Regions from separate parts of the Mus musculus genome. Here regions 2, 3, 4 and 5 are each linked to region 1. The links are chromatin contacts, called in public ChIA-PET, Hi-C and promoter capture Hi-C maps. All regions are on one chromosome and are shown on one strand. Each heading gives the region's core, a stretch centred on a gene start, on an enhancer-like site or on the middle of the called end of the contact. The rest is flanking DNA. Distances are from core to core; before and after follow the strand shown.

What was found. Promoter capture Hi-C pulls out the DNA fragments that hold promoters and counts their contacts. A called contact is a pair of places that touch in the nucleus more often than the background predicts. ChIA-PET counts read pairs in DNA pulled down with a chosen protein or histone mark.
Region 2: a contact with region 1 is called in a promoter capture Hi-C map of liver. The contact joins the enhancer-like site here to the promoter of Dazl in region 1. A contact is called at or near these places in 8 of 39 promoter capture datasets (the C10 cell line, the HPC-7 cell line, cranial neural crest and 5 more), 2 of 484 Hi-C or Micro-C datasets (bone marrow-derived macrophages and hematopoietic stem and progenitor cells), 1 of 115 datasets of contacts at active chromatin or transcription factors (embryonic basal ganglia) and 4 of 9 other capture datasets (adipose tissue, embryonic stem cells, liver and 1 more).
Region 3: a contact with region 1 is called in a Hi-C map of Th1 cells, with 2.4 times the contacts expected there. The contact joins the enhancer-like site here to the promoter of Dazl in region 1. A contact is called at or near these places in 8 of 39 promoter capture datasets (the C10 cell line, the HPC-7 cell line, cranial neural crest and 5 more), 2 of 15 datasets of contacts at CTCF or cohesin (large pre-B cells and pro-B cells), 20 of 484 Hi-C or Micro-C datasets (B cells, CD8 T cells, the N1E-115 cell line and 12 more), 6 of 115 datasets of contacts at active chromatin or transcription factors (acute myeloid leukemia, embryonic basal ganglia, embryonic stem cells and 2 more) and 4 of 9 other capture datasets (adipose tissue, embryonic stem cells, liver and 1 more).
Region 4: an RNA polymerase II ChIA-PET map of memory CD8 T cells shows a contact between it and region 1, with 8 read pairs. The contact joins the enhancer-like site here to the promoter of Dazl in region 1. A contact is called at or near these places in 8 of 39 promoter capture datasets (HPC-7-derived erythroid cells, cranial neural crest, embryonic stem cells and 5 more), 1 of 484 Hi-C or Micro-C datasets (pancreatic cancer cells), 2 of 115 datasets of contacts at active chromatin or transcription factors (effector CD8 T cells and memory CD8 T cells) and 4 of 9 other capture datasets (adipose tissue, embryonic stem cells, liver and 1 more).
Region 5: a promoter capture Hi-C map of liver shows a contact between it and region 1, with 4 times the contacts expected there. The contact joins the enhancer-like site here to the promoter of Dazl in region 1. A contact is called at or near these places in 14 of 39 promoter capture datasets (the C10 cell line, the HPC-7 cell line, HPC-7-derived erythroid cells and 10 more), 3 of 484 Hi-C or Micro-C datasets (adipose-derived mesenchymal stem cells, liver and muscle stem cells), 1 of 115 datasets of contacts at active chromatin or transcription factors (effector CD8 T cells) and 3 of 9 other capture datasets (adipose tissue, liver and macrophages).

What each region holds. Positions count from the first base shown.
Region 1 is chr17:50,290,849-50,296,294 of GRCm38.p6, forward strand. Dazl (deleted in azoospermia-like) reads right to left here and starts at 2,772. Exons shown (of 11, transcript NM_010021.5): 1 at 2,559-2,772. The coding sequence starts at 2,561.
Region 2 is chr17:50,686,055-50,691,500 of GRCm38.p6, forward strand. It overlaps Plcl2 (phospholipase C-like 2), which reads left to right. Exons shown (of 6, transcript NM_013880.3): 6 at 1,658-2,440. The coding sequence ends at 1,837. Among named protein-coding and RNA genes, the nearest start is that of Gm41598, 100 kb to the right of the region's middle. Within about 2 kb of position 2,252, at least 6 of the 459 cell types and tissues checked have an H3K27ac peak or open chromatin away from gene starts, as enhancers often do. A contact at or near this core is called in liver, where this site is marked.
Region 3 is chr17:49,965,648-49,971,093 of GRCm38.p6, forward strand. No RefSeq gene overlaps it. Among named protein-coding and RNA genes, the nearest start is that of Gm52302, 66 kb to the right of the region's middle. Within about 2 kb of position 2,979, at least 40 of the 459 cell types and tissues checked have an H3K27ac peak or open chromatin away from gene starts, as enhancers often do. A contact at or near this core is called in CD8 T cells, the HPC-7 cell line, the N1E-115 cell line and 5 more, where this site is marked.
Region 4 is chr17:50,578,478-50,583,923 of GRCm38.p6, forward strand. All of the region lies in intron 1 of Plcl2 (phospholipase C-like 2), which reads left to right. Among named protein-coding and RNA genes, the nearest start is that of Plcl2, 72 kb to the left of the region's middle. Within about 2 kb of position 2,129, at least 40 of the 459 cell types and tissues checked have an H3K27ac peak or open chromatin away from gene starts, as enhancers often do. A contact at or near this core is called in memory CD8 T cells, where this site is marked.
Region 5 is chr17:50,555,144-50,560,589 of GRCm38.p6, forward strand. All of the region lies in intron 1 of Plcl2 (phospholipase C-like 2), which reads left to right. Among named protein-coding and RNA genes, the nearest start is that of Plcl2, 48 kb to the left of the region's middle. Within about 2 kb of position 3,263, at least 11 of the 459 cell types and tissues checked have an H3K27ac peak or open chromatin away from gene starts, as enhancers often do. A contact at or near this core is called in adipose tissue, liver and muscle stem cells, where this site is marked.

The DNA.
Region 1 (5,446 bases), core at 1,522-4,021:
ATGTTACGATTTAAGTTTAATCCTAAATGCAATACTACATATGCTATGCATCTTGGACTATTTAGAACCTGACTAGATTTGATTTACTAATAGAAAATCTACCCATCTCTACTCAATTTCTTATTCAAAAATAAACTCAAAACATAAAACAATAGTTCTGTAATTTTTTTAGGACTCCATTTCTCAATTTACTCTTCTTGTATTGATGACCTTAGGATATATTTTTATTCGATAATCCTTTTTACTGATGTCTGTACCACAATACATGGATGCATTTCAACTTAGAAGTGTAATATTTTACCAGTTAACCAGAATATAAGTTATAATGCACTGACTCTCAGTACTGCAGGGGTACTTATGTCTAGGAACATTTCTGGATGTCAACAGTGAGGTAAATTTCTGGCATCTGGTAGGAAGCCAGGGATATTTCCATAACAAATGATTCCCAAACAATGTGTTACTAGGACCATAACCTGTATAGGGATGTGATGAAAAATCCTGTTATGGTACTTCTAGAACTGAAGAGGAAAATAACTGTTGGGAAGAATTTGCTTTCCATTGTTCAAGATCTTGATTTCCTGCCTTAAAAATTAAGGAAAAAAAAAATCTCAAATGTCTTCTAATTGTATTCTTTATAAAAAAGTAAAATGGACGTTTGAGAAAAGTTTAATAAGGAGGAAAATAAAGCATTAAATATTATAGGATGCTTGATTTGGGCTTAAACTACCTGCTTCATCAGAGTAAATATTAAATCGGTCTCAAAATAATAGTGTATTATGTATTAAAGAAGGCACACCATATCCTAGTCCTTATCCAGTAGGTGGCACTCAAAACCAAGAAAGCAAAGAATCCATTTTAATAAGACCTAATTCCTACTGTATGCTTAATAAGTAAAACACCCACAACTGATAGATGCTTTAGTTACTTTTTAAATATGACCAAAACCACTCTACAACCAAATACTTGTAAGTCAGGTTGATGTTTAAGAAAGTATAATTTTATACTTAAGAGATAGGATCTTATTATGTAACTCTGGCTGTCCTGAAAACTTGCTATGTAGACCAGGCTGGCTTCAAACTCATGCCTCTACTTCTTGAGTACAATTATTTATTTTAAATGACGTCTTATGTTGCCAGAGTTGACCTGAACTTCTAAAGGGCTCCATATGGCCCCCTGCTGTCCCCAATAATTGTAAATTTCCACACACCTAAATGCCCACTACTGACCCTGGTGGGAAAGTATCTTACTCATCAATGGACTATAATAGCATACTGAAAACAAACTGTATTAAATTTAAGACATATTTAATTATACCTCTGAATTAGCTATGAGAAATATTAGAATACCAGCAATGAGCCAGCACACAAAAATTTGCCTATTTTGTACAGTACCATACTTCATTGTATTGGAAAATCCACATATCAAATATAGCTAGAAGCTGAGAATAGTTATTAAAGATTTCAGGATTCACATTTTTGAAATGTAATTAAATCACTATGCTAAGCAAATTCCCATGTATGCTACAAATACTGGCCAATAGATAAAAATCTGCAGTTATCAAATGTTTAACCCTAATGTAGTGAGAAAACGGTCCAATATTGTGCGATTTAAATTATTGTGATAGACAAGTACCTATTTCACATTATAAATGCTTAATTTGAATTCCAACTTAAGTTAACATCGGTCATAAGTAGTATAAATTTCTTCCTTTACCTCTAAAATGGAAAAAAATTTTAAACGAACATGCAACATCTAACGGATTTGTGATTAAATGGCTATCAACGTTTGTTTTCAGTAGCCCAAGCTAGCCTGGCAACGCCTCAGTCAGTCTGCTGGCGGCGGCAGCGGCGATTACAGCAGAGCTGTCCGGTCCCGCTTTCCCCGACCCCCGCCCGGCTCAGGCCTCTGGCTCCTCCCCCAGCCCACGCAAGCCAAGCTCCCGCAAAGCCGCCTCCACCCCACCCACAGTCACCAGGCGACAGGGCCCGCCCTCAGCCTCCCGATAACCACGCCCTCCGGGTCCTTTCCACGCCGCGGCCAAGCCGCCAGGCCGCAGGACCCGGCGCGGCCAGCCTAGGCGCCACCTGGCGGAGGCGCCCGCGCTGCGGCGCTCCGACCCGGAAGCCCGGGCGCTCGTGCGGAGGAGCTGGGCCGCGGGGTGGGGGCTGGGCCGCGGCAGGCCTCGCCTAAGGCCTGCTCCTACGGGCACCGCGGCCCAAAGGCGGGAAAGAGCCGTCACGTGACGCCCAGGCCGTGCACGTGGCCCACCCCGGGGCTGCCCGAGGTCCCCAGGGCTGCCCGCCATCTCCCCGCAACCCCTCAGTGCTGGTGTAGGCCGCAAAGGCAGCAAGGCCGCCACTCTTGTCCTCCAGGCCTCACCCTGGGGGCTGTCCGGTGGGGGAGGAACCCAGAACCGGAAATATGAAAGGACCCTCTTTATGCCCTCTCCCCACTTCTCTGTGCTACACCAGAAAAGGCCGATTTTTAAACCTCCGCGTAAGGAATCGCGGCCTCCGGCTGGTCTTGCACTGCCACCCCGGGGCCTGCCCTCGACTCACCATGATGGCGGCCAGAGTTCGGGTGGTAAAACCTCGAAGGTGGAGCAGAAGCCACGCGACGGGGCAGCTACGTGAGGTGGCTGCCTAGCCGGCCAACGGGCAAAAAAAAGCCGAGGCGGTGGTGGAAAGAGAGCCCACGGCCACGGAGACAGCGGAGTCCCGAAGCGAGCGTGCTGAGGGTCGCCGAGTCACTGAGGCGTGGGCTGCGCGCCCCGGGGGGATGACTGTGCGTGGCTGGCCTCGTGACGTGCTACAGCCAATAGGCGGCAGCGCTAGGGCCTCGCAAGGGGGGCCAGGGGACCCACGTCGCCCACGGAGTGCGTGAGGGGTGCGCATGGAGCATGCGCGACATCTACGTAAGGGTCTCGGCTGCCGAGCAGGCCCGAGCCTCACTGACAGACAGATGGACCGACTCCTGCCACTCCCTAGCCCCCCCAGGACCGTGTCCGAAGCCCCTGTGAAATAAGTCCTGGGCAGGACGGTGCTCAGAGTTCTGTCAGGAAAGCATTTATTCAAGTCATTACCTCAAAAATGGCACCTCGAAGGCATGGCGTTATCCCGTCAGCAAAGCTTGGCGGCCGAATTTAAAATTTACAAAATGCCCGCAGAAATAGAAATTAATAACGGGCGGCACGACTAGAGAGCAGGCCTTGCCTGGCCGGGCCCCTTCACCCTCTTTTTCAGCCACATTGAGAAGGTTGAGTCCGGGTGCATGTGGAAGGCGCACCTCATGCCTCACGGGCCGGCCCGTCAGCCATCAGGACTTAGTTTTTTTCTTCCGTTTTTTTTCTCCCCCCCCCCCGCCCCTTCAAATAAATGCCCGAATTATCCGGTACAAAGGACACAGCAGTGACCAGACCACACGAGAGAATATCCCTCCCTTCGTGGAATTTAGGTTGCAGTGTGAGCGTTTCTCTTGTAGGCTTTACAGAAACAAGCTAGGCCAGCTGAGAGAATTCTAGAACATTCTCAAGGCCAGAGAAACGGGGCCTACCTACCTACAGCAGAGCCGAGCTGTAGGGTGCTTGGTGGAGATAACCTTACGGCAGAACCACCTAGTACTTATACCGTCCTGACTACCTTTTGTACAGATGATAAGTATTACAGCTTTTTTTTTTTTTAAAGCTGGCAAAACAGCTTAAGATTGCCACTAACCATGCAGCAATGATGGAGAAAATAGTATTAAAATAATAAATAAAAATAAAACAAATAAGGGTAGATTGCACCTATTTGAAAGGGGGGAAATTCCAAAATTCTGAAACTAAAATTAAGCTCGAAACTACAGCGGTGAAGATCCGATTCTCCACTGGCCTTCGGTAGGTGGCTACATGGTGGTGTGAACAGTCTAACAAAGGGCCTGGACTGTCCTCATTTTAGTGTAGAGAAGAAAAAAACCCACTACAGACAGCTGGAATGGTTGGTTAATGAGCAGCGGAGAGATGGCTCTAAACTCTGTAGCTCCAGGCCTTCCTGCGTTGGCTGGATGGGGAAAGCTGAAGCGGTGCAGCCCGATTTGGAGCTGAGCACCTTGCAGCACACCGGTGTTCTGGCAAGGCATCATCCTGAGGAAAAGCACGGACGTGAGGGGACGGGGAGCACCGTGCAGACTAGAGCAAACCCAAAACCATCTAACTCTCATTGGTGTTTGACCTTCCATTCCTGCGCTCTCCAAGTTTGGCGTTTATAGTTATGACATGTTTGTTACTGGAATCTCGAAAGGAAGAGCCAGGTTTTCCCAGTTCACTATCCCCTTCCCTGCAAAAGATTCTTAGGCAAGGCGTTTAAACGCTTGAAAAACGAAACAAAGGCCAATCTGCAGAGACAATAGGGGTCCTCTCAGAAAAGGACTTTTCAAAGAAAATCCTCCTGGAAGTGGGGTCTAGAGACAGCAGTCTCCTAATCCCAGCTGCTTAGGAGGAGAGGCTGAGGCAAAGGAAACTAAAAGTTCAAGGCTGCCCTGACAGTTTAATGACACTGTCTCAACATAAAAAGAAGAGAGGACTGTGCAGAGGGTGCCACACAGGGCAGAGCGCCTGCCTAGCATGTGTGGGAAGGATGTCCTGGCTTTAATTCCCCGCACACTCTCTCTGTCTCTGTCTCTCTGTCTCTTTGTCTCTCTGTCTCTCTGTCTATCTGTCTCTCTCTCTCTCTCTAACACACACACACACACATTCCAAAAGATTATAAAGCATTTACGGTGAATAGGAATGGCCTGTTTGGATTGTATGAACATTTTATTTTTCTGACTCTTGTCTTTGGTCTTTCAAGACAGGCTTGCTCTGTGTAGTCCTGGAATTCTCTCTGTAGACCAGGCTGGCCTCGAACTTACAGAGACCCACTTGCCTCTGCCTGAGGGCCCAGCACTCTCCGCTCTTTTACTGCTTTAATCGGGGCTGGAGAGATGGCTCAGCAGTTAAGAGCACTGACTGCTCTTCCGAAGGTTCTGAGTTCAAATCCCAGCAACCACATGGTGGCTTACAACCATCCTTAATGACATCTGACTCCCTCTCCTGGTGTGTCTGAAGACAGCTACAGTGTACTTACATATAAAATAAATAATAAATAAAGTCTTAAAAAAAACCATACACTTTAAATAGAAAGCTAATAAATATGTTCCCTCTTAAATAATTCAAAGGCCTCAGGATGATTTTATTAGTAAACTCCCCTCCCAGTTTAAACTGGCTGGTTTTCAGGTTCCTTCTGTTAGCCTCCTGTAAGTCAGCCGTTGTGGCCACACAGAGAAACATTGTGATCCCCATTTTACCTCCTGCTCTCCTGGCTCCCTCCCAGTTTAGTTCTCTTATTCCATTTCCCCTTTATCTCTCCATCACAATACACCATATTCCCCCTTTCCTGCACGATCACATTCTCCACCATGGACTTACTAA
Region 2 (5,446 bases), core at 1,002-3,501, 390 kb after region 1:
ATATGCAAAGGTGACTCAGCTTGAAAAAATTAATTTGTGTAATATGTCACATCAGTAGGCTAAAGAAACATTGCACAGTTATAGCAGTAGCTGCAGAAAAGAAATCTGACATGGAATCCAGCGCCCATTCTTAGTCCTCATGGTAAGAAGGAGGGACTCCAACACCACTAAGAACATCTGCACAGCCCACAGCTGATGTGACACTGTGGTAAGAGTCTCAGAGCTCCCCTTAAAGATCCGCAGCACATCAGGGCTGTCCTGTAGTTACATCACCTGCTTTCAGCGTGGCATTAGAAGTCCTGGCTAGTGCACTAACACAGAAGGGCAGCTAATAACAAGGGGGGGGGGGGAGACTTGTTTAGTTCACAGGTTCATTGCTTATATATATATATTATCTGAAAATTTAACAAGTAATTAATAAAATGCCTGGAACTGTGTTCTGTTTGTTTTATGTTGCTGTGATGTCAACTTTACACAAACTAGAGTCATCTGGGAATAGGGAACGTCAACTGAGAAAATGCCCAACCAGATTAGTGAACAAGAAGAGTAAGAAACCAAGAACATGGTCAGAATCCCAGAGCTTGGGACAGGAAGATCAGGAATCTGGGGGTAACCTCTGCTGTATAGTGAGTTAAAGGCCAGCATGGGCTACATGAGGCCCTGTCTTAGAAAGAAAGAAAGAGTAGGGGGAAAAGGCAGGAGTGTAGTGGGAAGACCTGTCAGCGAGGAACAGGAGATGTGTTCGAGCTGCAGCAGTGCTCCTCAGCACCCTAAGCTGCACAAGGCCACCCAGCCTCCAGAGGCAAGACTGACAGAGTAGACAAACTGCATAGAGCCATTATCAGCTCAGACTAGACAGTGACCCACTGTGCCCCACTCCTGCCTCCTTTTCACATCCGTATACATAAAGTAACAGAACTAAGGGGCACACTGGACAAATGTTACTTCCTGGTTCTGATACTGTAAGTCAGCAGGTAAGTTTGGGGAAAGGGCACAAACTAGACACACGGGACCACTCACTAGTGTGTGTCCTTCTCTGACTTCATACTGCTACATGGCCTTTTATGCGGAATCCCCTTTCCACCAGGCAAACAAACAGGCGGCGATGAACCAAAGATCTGATTCAAGTGCAGCTGGAAGAACCAGTGACTTACTGGAGTTACTTACAGGAGCAGGAGACACTCAAAAAGCCCATGTCACCAGTATCCTGTACAATTTTCAGGCAGCTATGCCACTGATCTACCATGGCAATTGGCTTATTATTTGCATGGGATACCTTAAATGTGAAATGGTCCCAGAGGCTCATGAGTTTGAACACTTTTTTATTACTTATTAAAACGAATATTAAAAGGAACAACCAAGATTGGTTACGTAGTCTCATCCTTGAAAAATATGGTGTAACAGTCTAGAGAATAGTTGCAATGTAGTAGAGATGTGTTCACGTCTTACATGGAAATGCAGAAAGGCAGAGGACTGTGGAGTGCGGTGGTGAACACGTCTCCTTCTGACTAAAATCGACCTCCTCGGATGTGGTAACGATAAAAACCAAGCCTCTCTTCTGCCGAATCACAACGCCTATATGTCTGCAGAATGGCCGTGAGGGTGTCCAGCAACATTCTGTCCGTCTAATGCTGTTTAATTCCATGTTCTGTTCTAGGGGCAAGCGGATCTTCTGAAATATGCTAAGAATGAGACCCTGGAGAACCTGAAGCAGATCCACTTTGCAGCTGTTTCCTGTGGACTGAACAAACCAGGCACTGAAAACTCCGAGGCCCAGAAGCCACGCCGGAGCCTAGAAGCCATCCCCGAGAAAGCCAGTGATGAAAATGGAGACTAAGGGTCCTCCCAGTCACTGTGGACTTCCCACCGAGAACCAGTCAGCAGGCGCACTGGCTCACTGATCAGGATGAGAGCTGGGATGTCTGTCGGAGCACAACTGGAATACCCAACTGCAGCCCATCACTGCTGTGAATGTATGTAGCAACCCACGTGTGAAGGCAAATAAACTCTTTAACAAGAAACTCTATCCTGGCCCAAACATGCTGTCTTTGTATACAAAACGCCCTGAGTCCCACTGTGAAGAGCAGTGCTTTGCCGTATTCCAGCAGAAACAGGCAGTTCCCTCACTCGGGGGAACTGGATTGGATTGCTGAGTTTGTATTTATTGGTGAAATGGTGAATGTGCACACCTCACTGTGTGTGCTTGCCAGTCTTGGCGCTGCAGAGGATTTGTTGGCGTGCTTGCTGAGCCATATTTACTAAGCAGAATGTAAGAACCCAGGAGCTGAGGGCAATGTGCAGTGTGACTAAGGCTGCCTGGCTGAAGATGTGCTGTGTCAGCATGGGCAGCCGGGTGGAAGCCGCACCTTGTACATAGATTTTCACTGTATGTTGTAGTGGTCACATTAAAGATATCTTTTATGATATTTCTCCAATAGCAGTACATGCTTTTAGTGAAACTTTAACTTTTAAAACCTGTTCTCTTTCAAGAAGCCAATTACTTTTTAAATGACTGCTAAAATGTAAGTCACCTGAGTCGCTGTCCGGCTTTTAGGATGGTTGTGATGCAAGCTCAGACCCCACACTGGCCTCTGCACACATGAGTCACCCCCTCCCCCCGCCCCAGCCAAGGGCGCCATGCTGCCTGCAATTGTGAGCAGAATCGAGCGGGGGCAGGTTATACTTCCCTGCGGAGCCACCAATGGCCAATGCCTCAGTTTCGTCTGAGAATCTTTCTCCTTCATAGTGAAGGGCACCTGGACCAGTTAATTTTTTTAGTCTGATCTTTTCTTTCGAAACCAGTGAAACTTCATGGTATTTTTGAGAGTCAAGAATCCTGCCATCTAATGCTTCCCACATACCACACTTTGTTTCCCTTTGGAAGAGAGAGGTTCTAAGTGTTCAGTGGGCGTTGGTTTGGTCAGCTATTGGGACATCCACTTATATACTAGGTGGCCTGCAACTGACCTCACAGACCTTCCTCCCATGGGCCATGCTCATGCAGGTGTGTGCTCCTAAACCCAGTGCATTGCTCACTTCCCCCTAATAATGCCCATCTCCATCGGCCCTTGGCCAGGTGTGAGTCTCATTGGAAAACTCTTCCATTGATAATAGATAAACACTACTCAGTAGCTGAGGCTCTTAGAGATGAACTCTGGATAGGGAGAAAAATGAATGGAAAATAGCACAGAATAATTAGATGCACAAAGTAATGGAGAACATTGTTAGTGGTCCTTAAACTTAGCAAATAGCACTCAATTTGACGTTTAAAACTCTAGAAATGATCTCTAAAGGTGACTTAAAATACAGTGAAGTGAAAATATGGCTGTGTCTGTAATAATGGTGGTTATCATACAATATGCAAGTCAAGTGACTGTAATTGTAAGACATGTAACTTGTTGAGGCTCATACAGGCCTAAAATCAGGGATCTTAGAACTAAAGGAGTCGAAACTGAGCGTGGACCTGTGATCCCAGCACTTCAGAGACCGAGACGTGTTACACTGTGAGACTCTGTCTCAAAACAACAGAAAACTGGGGGAGTTGCCATCATTCACACTGACATGTTTGTTCCGGATGTGGAAGCTGTGGGTGCCTGAAGTCTCAACATCCAACATGTTGGTGCTACCTAGCCAAGCTTCTTTTGGTCTCCTTAAAGCAATATGCTTTAACAAGTAGTGGAGAAGTGCAGGCACAGTGTCAGGAGGGTTCCCACAGCAGTGGGTGTCCACTGCTTCTCTAGTTCCTGCCCTAAGGAATATGCCACCTGTCACTGAGGACAGTGCCTGTCAGCAGAGCCTGAATCAGGTGCGCTCTTCATCATCCAAATGGAAAGAGAAGACATTTGTCAAGATGGATAGAGTAAGGCTATGATTTACAGGCTTCTGGAAACAATTCTTTTGTAAAGGTCTCTCTGGCTCACTCTGTAACGAACTGTATCCCGCTGGTAAACAAAATCACGATCCTTGTTTTGGGGCTTCAGGAGTTGTGGGGACAGTCAGGGTAGTGTGCAGGTTGATTGCCCTTCATCATCTGCATCTGTTCGCAGGGAGCAGCATGTGAGTTACCTTAGGTACAAATCCCCATGGGTTTGCCACGAGTGTGTGTGTGTGTGTCTGTCTGTCTGTCTGTCTGTCTATATGGGTCTGTGTAATCCAGGACAGCGCAGGAACAACAGGCAATAGGCAAATCTTCATTGAGGACCCAGGAAAATGGAGACCTAGGTGGGAATTCACAAAAAAATGGCAAACATCTATTGGGTCCTGTAGAAACAAAAAAGTCACATTGTGTGTGTGAATGAAGCCAAGATAAGGGTGATGGTTTTGCCCACAGAGTAAACACAGGAACATCTCTGAACATACTAAGCATATGCTGCCACTTCTCCACGCTGAGTAAATTGATCTTCCACAAAAGTTTATCCTTTGTAGACATGGCGGGTCTGGATTTTTTTTTTTTTTTGGTTGTTGGATTGATTGATTGATTGATTGATTGATTGACTGCTTTTACTAGCCATGGCTTCTGGATAATGGGAAAGAAGTCATAGAGACTTGACTGCTTACCTCTGGCACCTCAGGGCCCTGTGACCCCGGAGCCAGACTGTGGGGAGGGATGCAGTCTTAGGCTGGAAGTTTAAGGTAGAATAAGGAGGTTGTCCTTGTCACTCAAATAGAGTTGGGGCCCTGTAGCTTAGCTTGTCTTTGCTACTTTATGAATCCTTTCTTCCACCCGTCTTCACCCTTTTTCTTTCAGCCACCTAACACTAGATAAGAGAGAGAGAAAAAAAATAGAGAGGAAAGGAAAGAGATCCCTGAATAAAGTCAGGATGGAAAGGCGTGTCATTATTATTGTTAGACTACTTCCTGCTGATTAGGGGATTGAGTTCCTTGGGGCAAGTTTGATCTTTGCCAGCAGGATATCTGATTACTTCTTGTTTCTTTTTTTGTGCACGAGAGTATTTAACAAACTACAATCAACAACAGGCAACAACGAACAACATTCAACCAGCAACCCACCAACAACCACCCGCCTCCCAGACCACTAGCATTTATATACCCTTTGAAAAGTCCCCAGAATTCCAAACGTCACACAACCACAGAAACTATCTGCAGCTGGCAGAATCATGCCCCTACCAGAGCACGAGGCAAATCACAGCCAGTTGCTGTGGACAATCTGAAGCAGCCCCATATCTCACACCCAGGATTAAAATAAAAACATATTCTTATGCTATTTCTTTTTTCTTTTTTTTTTAAAGAAACCAAAATTCCAGAATTGTCACTACATTTTTCCCTCTGTTTTAAGCCATTAATTATGCTGGGTGTAGTGGAAAACTATAATAGAGATATTTTTTAATGAAATAAGCACTTTTTGGATCGGTGACCAAGGTTTTCCGGAGACTCTCCTACTTTAATCTTTATAAGTTTTGATAGTATCTTTTCCCATGGAAATATA
Region 3 (5,446 bases), core at 1,729-4,228, 320 kb before region 1:
TTCTTTGAATGTTAGCAAGCCATGGATTTCTTACATATACAGAGATGACAGTGGCCTTACTTGGCCCTACTACTATGAAAAGGTTAGAGGTCAGGAGAGGCTGCTGAGGGAGTCTGGCAGCCAGAGCTTTTCGGGGATGCGTAGCCCACCCCTTTAATGTAACAGATACCACTCAGATGTTGGTCACACCATCCCTTTGAGGAGAGCTTTTTGTGTGCAGAATAAAACAGTGCTGAACCAAGTCCAAAAGAGAAGCCAATGGACTCTCATCCCCTGGTAATGGGCAGAACCAAAGCACTGTATGCTTTGCCTTGTTTGGCAATTTTCCAAACCGCACCTTGGTAGAACTGAGAAGTCCTTAGGAAGAGTCCCCTAGTACATCTGTCCCTTCGGTGTGACTTCTGGGTTGGCCCCTACATCTGTTTTGAGTGCATACGCCCCTCTGCCACACCTTGAGTAATCCAGTTTCGAATAAAGCAGCCATGGCTCGGCTTGATGATGGAGTCTGCCGGCAGCTTACAGTCAGATCTGCTCCGGTTGTGCGTAGCTGGATACCCGCGCATCTCTAAATATCCATCTCCTTTATTCTAACAGAGCGGAGAGAGCAGCTGAAGGCAGTTCTGCCATCCGAGCCAACTGTGCTCCTTACCAAATTCCTCATTGCTCACACCTTGTCTGGGTTTAAATATAATGCTTCATTTATTAACAGGATTCTCAGTCACACACACACACACACACACACACACATACACACATACACACACACACACACACACACACACACACACACACACCTCCCACCCGCCATCACACACAAATCCTAAGTGTGTTCTATTTGACTTTGAGGACTAATCAGTATGCTGACAGGCTAGCAACCCAGCTGTCCCACTGTTTCTCGGAATGGCCTCGCTGAGCTATACTGTAAACAAAGCCACTTCTATTTCCCTAGAAAAGGTGTGTTTGGGTGTGTGTGTGGGTCCTCTGTTTAAGCATCATCTTCATTTCTATGAGTTTCTGGGATGTCAATCTTGGTGGTGTATCTTAGGAGTCACTGGACTAATTTTGTCGTCAGTCCATCTGGAGATGTGGTTTTGTTAGGAAGGACGTGTGATAATAGCAAGAGTGGCAGTCTTGTGTTAATAGTTTGCCTTTGAATTTAGAACTAGAAAACAAGATGCTGATTGCAATAATTTGCGTTTGTGAAAGCAATTTAGTACAATCCTTGCACATGTTCAGGGATCCATATTAAACGCATTTGGAGTTTCAGGGGTGGGCAACATCTTTACTCTTCAAAAGATGGTTGAGTAATGATTGCTTTGGAAAATAGAGACTTCTATTGTAGTGATGCCTTCCATATTTCTCTTCCGTGAGGATTTATCCTGTCATAGTTCTGTCTCTGTGCCTTACACTTGAGTTCATCCCAGAGGTGAACTATCAGTCTCCTGGATCTAAAAGGCCTGGGTGTTGGTTTTAATGCTGACACCACTGTGGTCCACAAGTGCTAATCTCTTGCAGGCTGCAGTGACCTGTGAGCACAATTAGAAATGAGAGGCGCAACAGTAAATGTCAAAATAAAAGCATTCAGAGCTGGAGTGATCTCCCCCAGCCCAGTGAGTGGTTTAAGGCTGCCTTACTATGCTCCTGACAGACGTGGGCGGCAGGCATCACAGCGTGCCCCTTTCTCGGGTGAGCAGTGTGAGTCTGCACTTACCCCTGACGCTGGGCTCTTCCCTCGAATGACTGCACCCTTACCACTGACTTACTCTAGGCTGTGGGCTGTGGGTTCATGCCAACATCTAGCCTTATGGGTTACAGAGTAGCCGTTTAGTTAGGTCGCCACATTCTTTTCCATTCTTTGTCAGGGTGGCTCTGTGTTCTAGGTCTCTCAGGTCTCCAGCTTGGCAATGGCACTTGAGGCATTAAAGAGGTTGACTATGATTGCTGGCAGAAAGTATTCAGGACTGGGGATGAAGAGCTGGTGCAAGGAAAGACAGGCATCACCGCTGTGCTCAGCCAAGGCCACACAACTGTGGAGTCTTGGCTGGTACACCCTCTCACACTCGCCAGACTCTGGGACCCAACTCTAAGTACATGTATGAATTACAATGGACACAGGTGGGCCTCTTACCACCAACCCCCCAAAAGAATCCTTCAGCATAGGTTAGAGATGTGCCCCGGGTGTGACATGCTTCTGTATAGGAGCCACCCAGAAGCAATCTTAGTCACTTCCCTACTACTTCTCCTGTGACCAAGGTTAAGTTCCCAGGCTATTCTCAGCCAGAGACCCACTGATTATCAACTAGCTTCTTGGTAAGGCCTGCTTTTGGCCTTTTCAGAATTCCTCCTTCTTCCTTGAGAGTGAGAAGGGCACGCTAGCGACATGTCTGTGTGGCTGCTATATTCTGGTGTGGCACTCCTGCCTGTCTCCCGTGGTGGTTCCATTGTTGTGGGCAAGGAGGCTTCATGGCTTTGGGCGTGGCTCCAGCTCCGGCTCTGGCTCCGGCTCCGGCTCAGATGCATATATGGGCTTACGAAGCTGTTGCTTGGAAGGGCAGCAGCCAGCGTTTGAGTGGTGAGTGAACATGTACAATGCTCCACTGTCTGAAGAGAAGCCTAAGAGCGATATGGAAAGAGAATAATCACCCCTGCCCTTGTCCACAGTGTCCGACATCCACAACCATGAACTGGGGCCCTTTCCCTTGATCACACCTAAGCAGCGCTGAGTTCCCTGGCTCTTCACTCAGACTTCCTCCCCCACCCCATGATCCATCCGTTCAAGCCCAGTTTTAAGCTCCACTTCTGGTAGGATTGGCTGTTTCCTTTGCCCATCTCCCTACTCCGAGGAGATTTTAACATAGACTTTAATTTCATTGATAACGTTCGCCCTGACTGGACGAGATTATTGAGGGCAGGAAGTAGGGTGTGTCTCCCACAAGCTCAACGGCACTGCCCACAGTAGGCAGGTGCTTCCTGTGGCCTTTGCACATTAGAGCAGGATGAGAGATCAGGACACAGAGTGTGGCATCACTGCTGGTCCACTATGTGCTGGGCACTGGTGCTGCATCGCTGGACTGGTCCCTGGTATGTTAATGACGGACAGGGATACGTTGTTGTACTACACACCTAGCCCCTCAGTCTGGAATGTACACAGTAGCCTCCAGAGTGCTAATCCTGCAAAGGATGCTATGAAGTTGTGTGTTTAAGATCAGTTCTTTCCTGGATAGGTATTTTTCAAGATGTGTGAGTTATGAATGTTTTCTTAAATTAACATGGTGCTTTTAATTCATGAATTTTTCTGTGCCTCGGTTTTTTTCTGAAGGTGGCTCTCCAGAAGCAGAAGATCTCTATCAGCATTAAGCAGCAGAGGGCACTGCAGCTAAGGAGATGAAGCAGCAGAAATAGCTACACATGGAAATAGTGGAGACTCTGTGAACCTCCTCACTGATAGCATACAACAACTATGTTAATGTAGTTGAACTACAGCCTATATATATATATATTTTTTTTTTACCTTATTTAATTTAAAATGAAAGACAAGCTAAAGATTTCATGGAAAAGAGTCAAGGAGCATTTTCTATCTCAGAGGATTTAAATTATTATTGCTTATTATTATTATATTAAATATACTATGTATAATATTATTATAATTATATATAACATTTTAACATAATTTGTTATAGTATATCATAATAATTATTATAAATATATTTTAATTACTATAATTAAAAGTTATAATTGCATATTTATATAAATTTTTGTTTATATAAATGCAAATGTAAATATAAGATATAGCTTATATTATATTAAATAATTAATATATAATTACATTAGTATATATTATTCATATTATATATATGCATATATATTCATTATAATGACCTTGAACTCCTGCTACCTGGGGATCTACCTTTCCAGTTGCTAGAAGCATAGGCTATGCCTCCACAGCTGGTTACATGCAGTGCAAGGGATGAAACCCAGGGTTTCATGTTTTCTGGGCAAGCACTCTATCAACTGAGCTATATCTCAGCAACAGCATAGTCCAACTCTATGACAGGTTCATCATCCCACAAAGAACCCCTGTAGGTTACCATCCATTTTCCATCCTCCTTTTTATACCTTTAAAGTTTTGTCCATTTTGAATATTTCATATAAATAAAGTCATGAAGTATATGCCATCGTTGTGGTTTCTTTAACTTAAGATGACTCCAGTGTTTTCAGGGTTGCAGCATGTATCATTTCTTTATTGCACTGTATGGATACACTATATTTTTGTTTGTCCATATAGATATTTAGTTTTACTTTTGAGCTGCTGTGATCATCAATTGATGCTCATGTTTTGGGGACTGTTTGTATGTGTTTGCCTATGTGCTGTACACGAGAGCACGTTTGTGGAGGCCAAATGTCAACATGGGTGATCCATTTTTACTTAACTTTTATACAGAATGTGAAGGAAGGGTCCACATGTATTGTTTTTTGTGTGGGTGCCTGCCGGATTTGGCATGACCGCCGAAGTGATGATGTGATACAGTTCCCACCCCTGGGGCAGAGACAGCATGATGTGGGTCTCCTTGAGTGCTGATAGGTAATCTAGTCATAAGGCTTGTTTGCATAATAAAGCACATGATTTACTTCATGTTCCTCTTTTTTGAGAATGTTCTCCCTACCAAGGTTAATGGCTCCATAATAATCACAAACAGTGTGATTCCAGGAAGCAAGAATGTTTCTGGGGATCCTCAGCAAAATGATGGTGCTGTGACCTTCAGGACAGCCCTTAAGGCTGTGGGAAATAACTCTGAAAACATGAGTTCAAGAATACATGAATCAGTGTGAGAACTGTTCTTTACAGGATTTAACAACTCTGCAAAATATAAGGATGCAATATGAATTGTATGAGGGTCTTCACAGACCTGAAAGAACAGGAGGCAGCTACACTAATGAGTCAGCTCTGTCAGAAAGATATTAAGAAAAGAGATGATTTGGGCAATAGAGGGGAAAACCTGAATCATAAAAGAGAAAAGGAAGAGTTAAAAAATAAGGCTCAGATAGATGGCTATATAATTAGTGGGAAAATGGTGATCTCATCCATGGAAGCCGTCAACAACTAAATTTGATCCATATACTCTACTCCCTAAAGGAGGTAGTTATATTTGTGATCCAAACAGAGGTTGGGAATGGACAAAGCTTTGGTATCCAGAAAAAAGGTGATGGTTTAATGATATTCCTACTTTCTGGGATCACTTAATACTTTTCCATAATAAGCCTTGGAGTTACTGAGATTAAAAAAGAAATGATCCAAAGATTAAAAGAATATATTGAAGTGGTTAAGAATAATAAAAATGAGCTTCAATGCTGCTTGCATCAGCACAAACAAGAGCTCATAAAATTGCAGTATATATAAATATATATTGCAATATATATACTACTATATGTATATATATATATATAT
Region 4 (5,446 bases), core at 879-3,378, 290 kb after region 1:
ACTTGGTATTGTAAATATTTTGTGCCATGACATTGAAATGTTATGAAGTCAAAGCAGGTAAAACTGCTTGGAAAAAAAACTAGAATCAACTGACACATAAAGAAATTACTGTGGCCTTTATTAGTAAAAAAATAATTTAGTGAATAAGTGGATTCAGGCAAAATGCCTCCAAAGTATTAAATCTCTCTCTTGTTATTCTTAAACTTGTGTAGAACTAGTAGTAAGAAATAAACATTTGTGTATCCACACAGATACTTATACAGATACACACAAGTATTTAAAGCAGTATCTTTCCCAACTTAAAGTAACAGCTCATCATAACCAGAAAGATGTAAAAATAGCTTTCAGAAATGAGTGAACTGGGTAGATGTTACTCATTAGAACTGGTAGGGAATAGTTTATAGTTGATGTAGATTGTTCTACATGTTTATTAAAATAAGTACATTGTAGCTGAGTGTGTGTGTGTGTAAATGTAATATGAAACACATGTGTACACATGCACACATTTATGTTTATAATACATTCATTATATTTACAACAGGAGGACATCAAGTATCTTATTCTATACCTCTCCTCTTATTTCTTTGATGTAGAGTCTATAACTGGACTTGTAGCTGGGCTAGTGGCCAGCAATCTCCGGCGATCCTTCTGTTTCTGTCCCCCTAACCCCAGCAGTGCTGAGGTCACGGACGTACATGGTTATAGCTCTTATTTTATATGTGTGTAGGGATTTGAACTCATCTCCTCATCTTTATGCAGAATATACTCTTAACTGCTGAGCCATATTGCCATTTTACTGAATTTGATTATATATGGAGATATTTAATGACACAGTGCATGGATAAAGCGAAAATATTATTTTGGATTAATTACCTTCATGGGAAATAAATGGTATGATACATAAATGCACATACACAATATCTATATATCTATATATTTGAAGCAGTATATCTTATCAAACTTTGAAAAAAGTAGCAGGTTGCCATGATCATCATGAATATGCAAAAACACAACTTGAGAAGCTTTTGACTTTTGATAGCTTTTCTGGAAAGAAACGTGTGTGTTAGTGGTGCTGGGAAGTTTTTGACCAGTCTGACACAAGCTAGAGTCACCTGGGAAGAAAGACCCTCAATGATGGAAGTGCCTCCACCCAGTTGGACTGTTGCAAAGGCTGTAAGGCATTTTCTTTCTGATGTAGGAGGTGACACTCAGAGCAGTGTCACCCCTGGGCAGGGGTCCTGGGTTGTACAAAGTAGCAAGTTGAGTGAGACATAGGGGAAGCCAGCCAGTAAGCAACACTCCTCCATGATCTCTGCTTCAGTTCCTGATCCAGGTTTGTGTCTTGAACTCTTACCCTCAATGATGAGTTGTGACCTGAGAGTTGTAATATGAAATAAACCCTTTCTTCTTCAAGTTGTTTTTCCTAGGAACATTTTAGAATATTCTATCCTAACAATTAAAAGCAAACCAGGACAGACTTTACTCCCAGAAGTAGGGTCTTGCTGGACAAATCTAACGTGTTTGTATTGGGATGATTACAGAATGGTTCTGGCGCTTTGGGCTGGGAAAGCTGTCAGGTGCACAGAACTCAATGGCTGTTAGGAGAACAATGCGGAGGCCCGTGTCTGTCTGCCTCCAGTGGCAGGATTACAAGGATTTTGCACTGTGATGGATTTTTATTTAGGTGCTGGGGAACTGAACTCAGACCCTACATGTGTGTGGCACTTTACAGTTTACCAACTGAGCCATCCCCCAAGTCTCAAGCATTCATTTTCCACATCTAAACTTTAAGAAGGCACAGTCACACAAAGTTTATACTGAGAGCTTATTCGGTGAATATAGTATTTAAAACTGGCTATCCACTCTTTAGGCTACCTCAAACCTTGGTTTTGTTTTGTTTTTATAGTTAGGTTGCAGTCTTATGACAGAAGAAGTGGTAACCCTTTTTGATTGTTAATAGGACAGTCTCTCAAGGTGACCCGTTGAAAGTGTAATACAAATGATTGTAAAACAGATGAAAATTTATTTGTGATATCCGTCCATGAAGGCTCCATTGTCATAAATGTTCACAGACCTGGTAAACACGGTTTGCTTTGGTGTCTTGTTAAATAGCAATGTGAAAGTGAAAGCTCTTTTTTTTTTCCTATTACTTATAGCTTTGTGTCAGTGAGCTACCACTTTTGGAACTCCTGCTCCCTCCACAGGAGGAGGTTAAAGAAAATACCAAGGGAAACAGGGAAACTGGTGGTCTGCTCCTTACTTCCATGTCTGTTGCCAGTCAGCAAGTTTGGGTCTAGACTCTGCTGCTGTGATAAAAGTCCATGACCAAAGCAACTTTTAATAGAGTACTTGGGCTTATAGCACTAGAAGGCTAAGCGTCCGTCGTCATCATGGAGGGGTGGAATGGCAGCGGTCAGGTACGGTATCTGGAGCTGCAAAGCAAGACTTCACATCTCAAATTGCAAGCATGAAACAGCAAATTGGGAATCTCAAAATCTGCCTCTGGTGACATACTTTCTCCAGCAAAGCAAGACATCTAAATCTCCCAAGCACCACACCACTGCAGACCAAGTGTTCAGATGCCCAGGACTGTGGGGACATTCTCATTTAACCATCATACTCCATATCACCACCACAGAGAGAAGAATGATCCAACCATAGAGAGATGCTGGTGGCTATGACGCTCTTGGGAATGTGATCATATACAAAGCTAATTAGTTTTCTTGCCGTAGAGCTCTGGCATGCCCAGGTGCCAGAGGACATGGTGTCCATGCAACAGACCCAGAATCCTGGCAACAGGCTGAGGTGATGCAGACTTCCTGCAAATGACTCTGTTCACATTAAGAAGTTTTGTTGCCAGTGAGGAAACATAGCTTTCTTTGCCAAGGCATAGAAAGACTCATGTGAGATTTTTTAGTCAGTTCTTCTTTTAGAACGGTGGTTCCCAACCTTCCTAATGTTGCAACCCTTTAATGCAGTTCCTCAGGTGTGTGGACCCCAATCATAGCATGACTTTTGTTGCTACTTCATAACCTCATTTTGCTACTCTTGTGAATTGTAATGTAAATGCCTAATAGGATACCTGATTGCGTGACTCCTGTGAAAGGGCTGTTTAACCACAAAGGGTTATCGGGACCCACGGGTTAAGAACTGCTGTTTTAGAACTTTCAGTCGATAGTGTCACTTGCCAAAGAAAGATGATTTTCAAAAAATAGTAATTCTAGGGCATGATGAACTTTTGCTTGGGAATGTTTACTTACGTACACAACACCGATAATTTAATTATTATTCATCCCTTAGTGGCTTTGGGATGATCAGCCTTGGGGTGATTCTAAGCCCAGGAGGAGTGTGAATTTGACAAACACTTTAGAGTCAGCTGCTGCTGTGATTAATGTACCATAGGTCACATTTATTTTCTGATTAAAAGCCCCATAAGGGCTGACAAGATGGTTCTTGTCTTAAAAGCCCAGTGACCTGAATTCCACCGTCAGGACCTACATAAAGGAAGACATGTGCCCACACACCACTCACAATAATAGTAATATATAAAATTAAAAAAATTTAAAACTCTCAGTTACATCTATAGAATGAAATCTTGTTTCTTTTAGTCCTCATGTCCCTCAGCGTATGTTTTACATATGAACTGTTTGGAGTCTGATTTAATTTGAAATATTGCTTTGAAAAGAAATCCTGTCAAATCACTGGATCATAGTCGCCGTAATTTATATTTACTGGAGATGGGCTCATTTAAGATCGTAATACTAAAATATATTGATCAAATAGCAAAAACTTAAAAAGCTTATTTTCCATAGTTTATTACTCATTTAATTCAAGATAGTTTTACATCAGTTAGTCCTTCGTTCCTTTCTTAATTTTTGGTGTGCTTTAAAGATTTATATTGGGGATTTGGAAATGAGAGCCAACCGTAACATCCTGACTAAAACTGAGACTTCCCCTCCACTCTCAGCATCTAGGAGGGGTAAGTAACTTAATGGTAGCAAGGCAGTAGATGCAATTAAGCGTAGGAGGGTTTTGTGAGTGTGGCTCCTTGTCTATGTATCTACAGGGGCATGTCCAAGTGGTTACAGTTTGTTTTTAACATGGTCCAAGACCGGGCTGAAGAGTTAATTACTTCCATGTCTTCCATTTCCAAGGAAAAGTGTTGCCATCTATTTATTTTAATTTCTAGTGACCTATACAAGAGCCATTTGATAAGTTACATCCTGACCGGTAGTCTCTACAAGATCTTGTATGCACTACACATTTCTGGACAGTTAAAATTGTGAGGCCCTGTACTCTGCCCTTGTGGCCATGGTGTTAAGAAGACTTCAGTGTGTAACAGTAGCGGCTTAGTTATTTTAGGGATATGATGGTGCTTTATTTCAAAGTTCCTTTGACTATTACGTTTTTTTTCATCTTCAAGTATGGCCTATGAATCCATAACCATGAGTCATATCAGATCCTTTGTGAGTGGGCAGAGCATACATTTACAAAAATGTGTTTTCTGGTTAATAGTTTCATCTTTAGGAAGTGGTACAGGCAGAGAGGGATACCTGAAGCAGAGAGTAGATGTATTTTGTGTCCAGAATCCCAGGCCATTAGAAAGACAGTTTGTAAATACCTGCCCAGTTCCATTTCATGGACCATATAGAACTCTCCCCCAAGCTATAAGCACTGAGTTTCAAGTGCCTTTGGCTTTGTTCAGCTTGTACACTTTCTTGTTTTGCTTTTGGGAACTGTGCTGTATCTGCCAAGAATTCTACAAGTGCCCCTGAGCTCTGGGTCCTCTCTTCCTATGATAGAGTGTCTATGTGCTTTGTGAGTGGGATGGCGTCTGTAATTGGTACAGCAACATACATGACCAAGACTGCTACCCACAGTGCAGGCAGAAAGGAACACCTCTGAGAAAAGGATTTTTAACCAAGAAGCAATGTGTCGGAGACACAGCTAGGACATTTGGTTCCGGAGCCATTCTGGTTTAATTTAACATCTAGTATCTAGCTATTGTCCTTCTCTTTTCATTTTCTTGGGAACCTGAAGACTTAGTGGAGTGTGACTTCTTAAGAGCAGTGACAGTTCTTTCTCCATTGCTAAATTTTTCTCTTCCCTCCCCTGCTTCTGTCTTCTCCTTCTGTTTACTCAAAGGACAGGAGCTATTCTACTTCTGTGCATTTTCTTATTTGGAAGTAATATAAGCCTGTAATCCCAGCACTTGGGAAATGAAAGTAGGAGGTTCAAGGCCAGCTTTGACTCCACAGTGAGGTCACGGACCACTTGGGCTACTTGAAATGTTACCAAAGCACCAGGGCATGGGGTGAGGGAAGCTTGGAGAACATAGACATATGTTTTTTACACAGAAAAGAAATAGAATTATATTCCTGGAAAATTCTATCTCTATATAACCCTGGCTAAATCATTTCTTCTTGTATGATGATTTTTTCCCTAG
Region 5 (5,446 bases), core at 2,013-4,512, 260 kb after region 1:
TGATGTCGAAATTCTGTACATCAGATTTCTTCCACGCCTCAGGTATGTGGCTGCTTTTGTTTGGTGATTTTTGTTGTGCTAGTTCTTGTACTGTTTTCTGCCTATGGCTGTGGAATCTGTGGTCTGCAATTTCCTTCAAACACACAGCTCTCAGTCTTTGCATTTGGACTCTGTGTTGGATGCTATTTACTTCCTGTTTGTAAAGTGCCTCAAGGCGCATTAGAGGTAAGTTGAAGGTTTTCTGGAATCTCTACTGGGCCCATAGTCAGCCCCAGGGTGATAACTTCCTTACAACCTAAAGCCAAGTTATTTGTCTGTCAGGCAGGGGCATGGAAAATAGGTTTCCCCCAGCTGTTTACAGTGGTGGCACAGTGGGTACTTTGCCAGCATTGATTAATTGGAGGTAGTTTTTAGAAGTAACTTTATAATCATGAAAGCAAGGGTTTTTATTGACTAGTAGAATACACCTCTAAGGAAGAAATTCAGATTTTATTCAATTATATTTTATTTGCATGGGATTTACATTTATAGAATATGAGTTTTAAATTATTAAATATGAAACCTAGGTCAAGGTTAACAGATGGCCATGTTAGTTTCTCTAATCATTTTTGTACACATTCTTAACTGGTTTCAGTTGTAAATGGGAGCTTTATTGTTCGATTTCTTTATCACTCCTATTCAGTGTGTTTTTAAAATTGAGATACAATTGACAAGCTATAAAACTGACCCTTTAAAAGCACACAATTAATTATGCTTTTTATCATGTTCACAGTTGATAACCATTACCACTGTTGAATTCCAGAACATCATGTTCTGTAAAACAAACAACTCAATTGACCGTCTTCCTAGTCCCTGGCAACCACGAACACACTCTGTCTCTCTGAATTTGTCTTTTCTGCACATGTAAAATAAATGAGACTGACTTCTTTCATTTTTGCCCAGTGTTTTAATAATTTATCCTGTGTCAGTTTGCTTCTTTTTTTATAGTTGAATAACTATAGCCATTGTATGGGTATACCATCATTTATTCAGTTATTAGCCAAAGGACTTTCAGATTATCTCTATCTTTTGACTGTCATAAGCAAGGTTATTAATAACAGTACACAAATTTTTGTATGGACATATATTTTTATTTCACCATAATTCCTAGAAATCGTACTGACAGGTTATATGGTAGCTCTAATATTTTAAATATATACTGATTTTTTAAAATACATTTTTAGTTGAGATAGACATTTGTCACTTTCACCTACCCTTTCCTCCCCTCAGCTCCTGTAAGTTCCCTTCCCTCTACTCGCTCCTCTCCACCATCTCAAGTTGATAGACTCATTGCCTTTGATTATTATTTTTACATTCATATATATGTGTATGTATGCAAACATATATGAATGCCACCTGCTGAGTCCATTTTATTAGTTTCTGTGTATATAGTTTCAGAGCTGACTCCTCAGAATTGGATGACCAATCAGGGGCTCATTCCAGGGAGCGGCTAACTCTCCTCCTTCCACCAGCCTTTAGTTGCCTGTACCTTTGTGTCTAGGAGAAGGACCCCATGAGATTCTCCTGCTACCACCGAGGTATGTCTGTTGATTCAGGAAGACTGTTTCATAGCAGACATGTATTTTGGCTTTTACAGTCTTACTGATCCTCCCTCTGAGATATTCCTTAAGCCATAGATTCAGAAACTGTGATAATAGTTGTGTCTGTTGGTGCTTGGCGCCCCACAACCTGTTGACTTCTGCATTGTGTCCAGTGGTGCTTTGTGTGATGGTCTCCATCTGCTGTGAAGAGAGGCTTCCTTGATTAGCTACACTTACATCTGAGAATTAGTAGGGTTCCACTTTAATTCCTAGAAATGATATTGACAGGTTAGATAGTAGACCTGCCATGTTGTTCTTTAAAGCGGCAAACTTAGCTTTCATGGTGACTGTTTCAAATTAGTGAAGCCAGGGGTTCACTAACCCTTTATACATAAACACTAATAACACAATTTGCAAGGGAAATGTTGCATGAGAACAGTTGAAATTACTTTCTTTTGGAAACTCTCCAGGTCTCCTTTACCATCTTGCTTCTCAGAAGTCAGTCATTTGCTGAATCTTCACCTTAGCTCTGTTCCTTCTGTTTATTCAGCCTTAAAGTGCTCTGGATTTAACAAAACCGGCCCATTGTTCACAATTACGCTCTCTAGAACAGAAAGATACCAAGGGTTGCTTTGCTCCTTTTTAGTAGCATCACTTTGGGGAATAGCCACCTTTCTTGAAAACCCCTCGATTCATTTCTCTGTGACATAGGATTATTTGTACCTCCGTCTAGGTGTTTCTGAGGGTGTTATCATGGGGTCATGTCCTCGCTCTGGATATTATATTATTGCTGTATAGGGTATTGATAACAAATTGTTTTAAAGGATAAAATGCAATGTATTTTAACTAGCAATCAAAATTTTACTCTAAGAAATGAAACCATTTATAATAAAACTTTTTAAGGTGAAGGAAAGACAGGCATGCCTGAAAAAAAAAAGCAATTGGAATTCTAACAGAACCCACGTGTGTAAGGGTTTCACATTTATATGTGTCTGTGTTCCATGTGTGTTCCTGCAAAGGCCAGAAGAGGGTGTCAAATCTGCTGGAACGAGAGTTGCAGATGGTTGTAAGCTGCCATGTATACGCTGACGGTTGAATCTGGCTTCGGGAGGAGCAGCCAATGTTCTTGACGGCTGAAACATTGTTCCAGCCCTTGAAAATGCTCTTTCATAGCTTTTATTTATGTTTTATGTGTATTAAAATCAAAGAATTTTGTATTTTTCTTTCGTAACGCAAATTAAGTTTAAGCAGAGACCTTGTAAAAGGGTAAAGTAGACTGTCACACACAGTCATCCGTCCTGCTCGCGCTCAGGCTGTCTCCTCAGTCAGAACCGAGCAAACCTTGCCAGAATGTTTGGAAAACATTTTATTGCACAATATGGTGTCAACTGTCACATTTCCCTTTAATTTTGCTTATCTTTTTTATAAAAGTTATGGTCAAATAAAGTTAGTTTTTTTTTCTAGTAATATTTTTCATGAGCCAATGTTCCTAATACATTGCACATGAAATAGTGGCAACAAAATGCAAAAATTAAACACAAACACATGTACAAACAAATGAAGACAGAAATGGAAATAGCCAAAAAAGTTGCTTGAAAGTCTGATCCAGTACTTTCTGTTAGTTAAAAAGGAGCACGTGTTTGCACTCTGTTCTAAATAAGCTGTCCTGTTACCTCATCTGGAACATCTTTGCCGGGTTTCTAGCTTCAGAAGCGTTGGAGCTTGAGGTGTGGGATTGAGGGTAAGGATCACAGTTGGCCTGGTGTAAAGTTTACAACCTTTTGCTAGAAGGATCTAGCTCCACAAGTTCCTGAAGAATGGTGACTTTTATTGAACTTCCAGACATCCCGTGTTCCAGAATGAATCAGTTTCTGGATTTTTTTGGACTTCTTTTAAAATTTGGGGAATTGGAGCTTCCTTTGCACCAAGACATGTGAGCATCCCAGGGACAAACAGGCAAGGACAGAATCCTGCCAATGTCAGTGTTTAAGACTACACACAAGAGAAGTACTCGGCAAGGCAGAGAGGAGGGAGGCAAGCAAGGGAAGAAGCAAGCTGTAGCTGAGCCTGGGCTTCAGGACTGAGGTTTGAATACCACCTGCCGTTCTCCAGCCAGTGTGCGTCTGCACACAGCGTCAGCTTAAGAAACTTAGCTGACATCTCTGACATATAGAATACCATGTTGGCATGCGGGTGCTCAGTAGCTACTGAGTGCTGTTCTGACTGACAGATAGCGTAAGGACTCAGAAATACTCTTGGCATTTAGGATGTTGATAGAGATAGTGGATGGCTTTGGCAAAAATCACATTTCAGTAGAATAGTTTGAAGAGAGAGAGTAGAGGCTCTGAGTTAAAAGTTGTTGCTCTAGAAGGTGGAGTTTGAATGCGGGCGGGGTTGAAGGAAAAAGACTGGAGAAGCTTGGGACTGGCAGGGTGCTGTGGTGAAGGGAAGGGCAGATGGAGGAGGTGAAGCTGAGCGAAGAGAGGATGGCTAGGAAAATGAACTTAGAAAAGCAGATATGTGGACTTGGCACTTAGGGGCCTGCTCTGTACTTGGGCTTCCTCAGAGAGTGTAAAAACTACTGGTGTTGATTCTTGAAAATCAAGGTTGAGTAGAACACACACCTTTCCATAAAGACCTGAAGGATAGGAAGAGAGAGGACATCTGAGTCCATCTCCTGTGAGGACAGTCAAGAGTCAGTGTGCCTTCACAAAGTCATCTAACAACCTTGGAGTCACTCCGGAATACAGACTCACTTCGCAGTCATTCTTAGCTCTGATTAAAAGTTTTTAAAGGAGTTTGTAGCTCAGCCTAGCGTGCATATAACCCTGGACTCCATCCCCAATTACCACACATAAACCAAATATGGCGGCATATACCTTTAAATCCCTGCACTTGGGAGGTCGAGGCAGGGGATTCAGAAGCTTATAAGTCTGCCTCAGCTACATGAAGGCCAGCCCCTGCTACATGAGACTCTGTCTCAATAAGTAAAGAAAAAAAAAAAAGCAGTACTTGAACACCTCCTAAATCTATATGGCCGTTAGCTCTTTCCTAACTTCTCTGTGTATAGCTGTGTCTGTCTGCCATGACGCCCTCCTCTGCCGACCAGCTGAGCCACTGTGGAACTTGGTAAGAGGAGAATATCTGTACTTCTGGCATAGGTGTCTTGGGGTAAAACACTCCATGCATGGGTGAAGAGAAGCCACGGGTAACTGGTAAGTGCATTTTCACACTGTTTGGCCTGACAAGTCACCTGGGGTCTTTCAGCATTCTTTGCTGTCATTCTCCTTGGACTGTCCAAGGGGCAGCAGACTTTTCCCACAGGCCCTGAGGGACTTTTATGGGGCTGATGATACATTTCTCCTTTCAGATGGAGAAATATCACAGGACTTGACTACCACAGGAGAATTGTATGATTCTAGAATTGTATGATTCCCCCTTTCTTGTCAAAATCTGCCTGGTGTGTCTTCCAGAGCTCTTAAGAGTCCAGACGGTTGTTCTTCTCATAGAGGCACTCCTCTTTGTTCGTTCTCTCTCTCTCTCTCTCTCTCTCTCTCTCTCTCTCTCTCTCTCTCTCTCTCTCACACACACACACACACACACACCACACACACACACACACACACACACACTCTCTCACACAGAGTCTAAAAGAGTCTTACTGTGGATAAGTATATCTTGCCTTTGACTATTTCCCCATTGGATTTAAGGAAGGGACCCTTGGGTTCCTGTTTTTCCCTCTTGTTTAGAAGACAGGCAAAGATTCTTTGAGTAGATGGAATAACAGCCAAATTTTCAGGAGTTCTTTCAAACTGAGAGAAAATAGTGGGCCTCCCTTTTGCTCCTGCAGAGCAAAGCTAGTATTG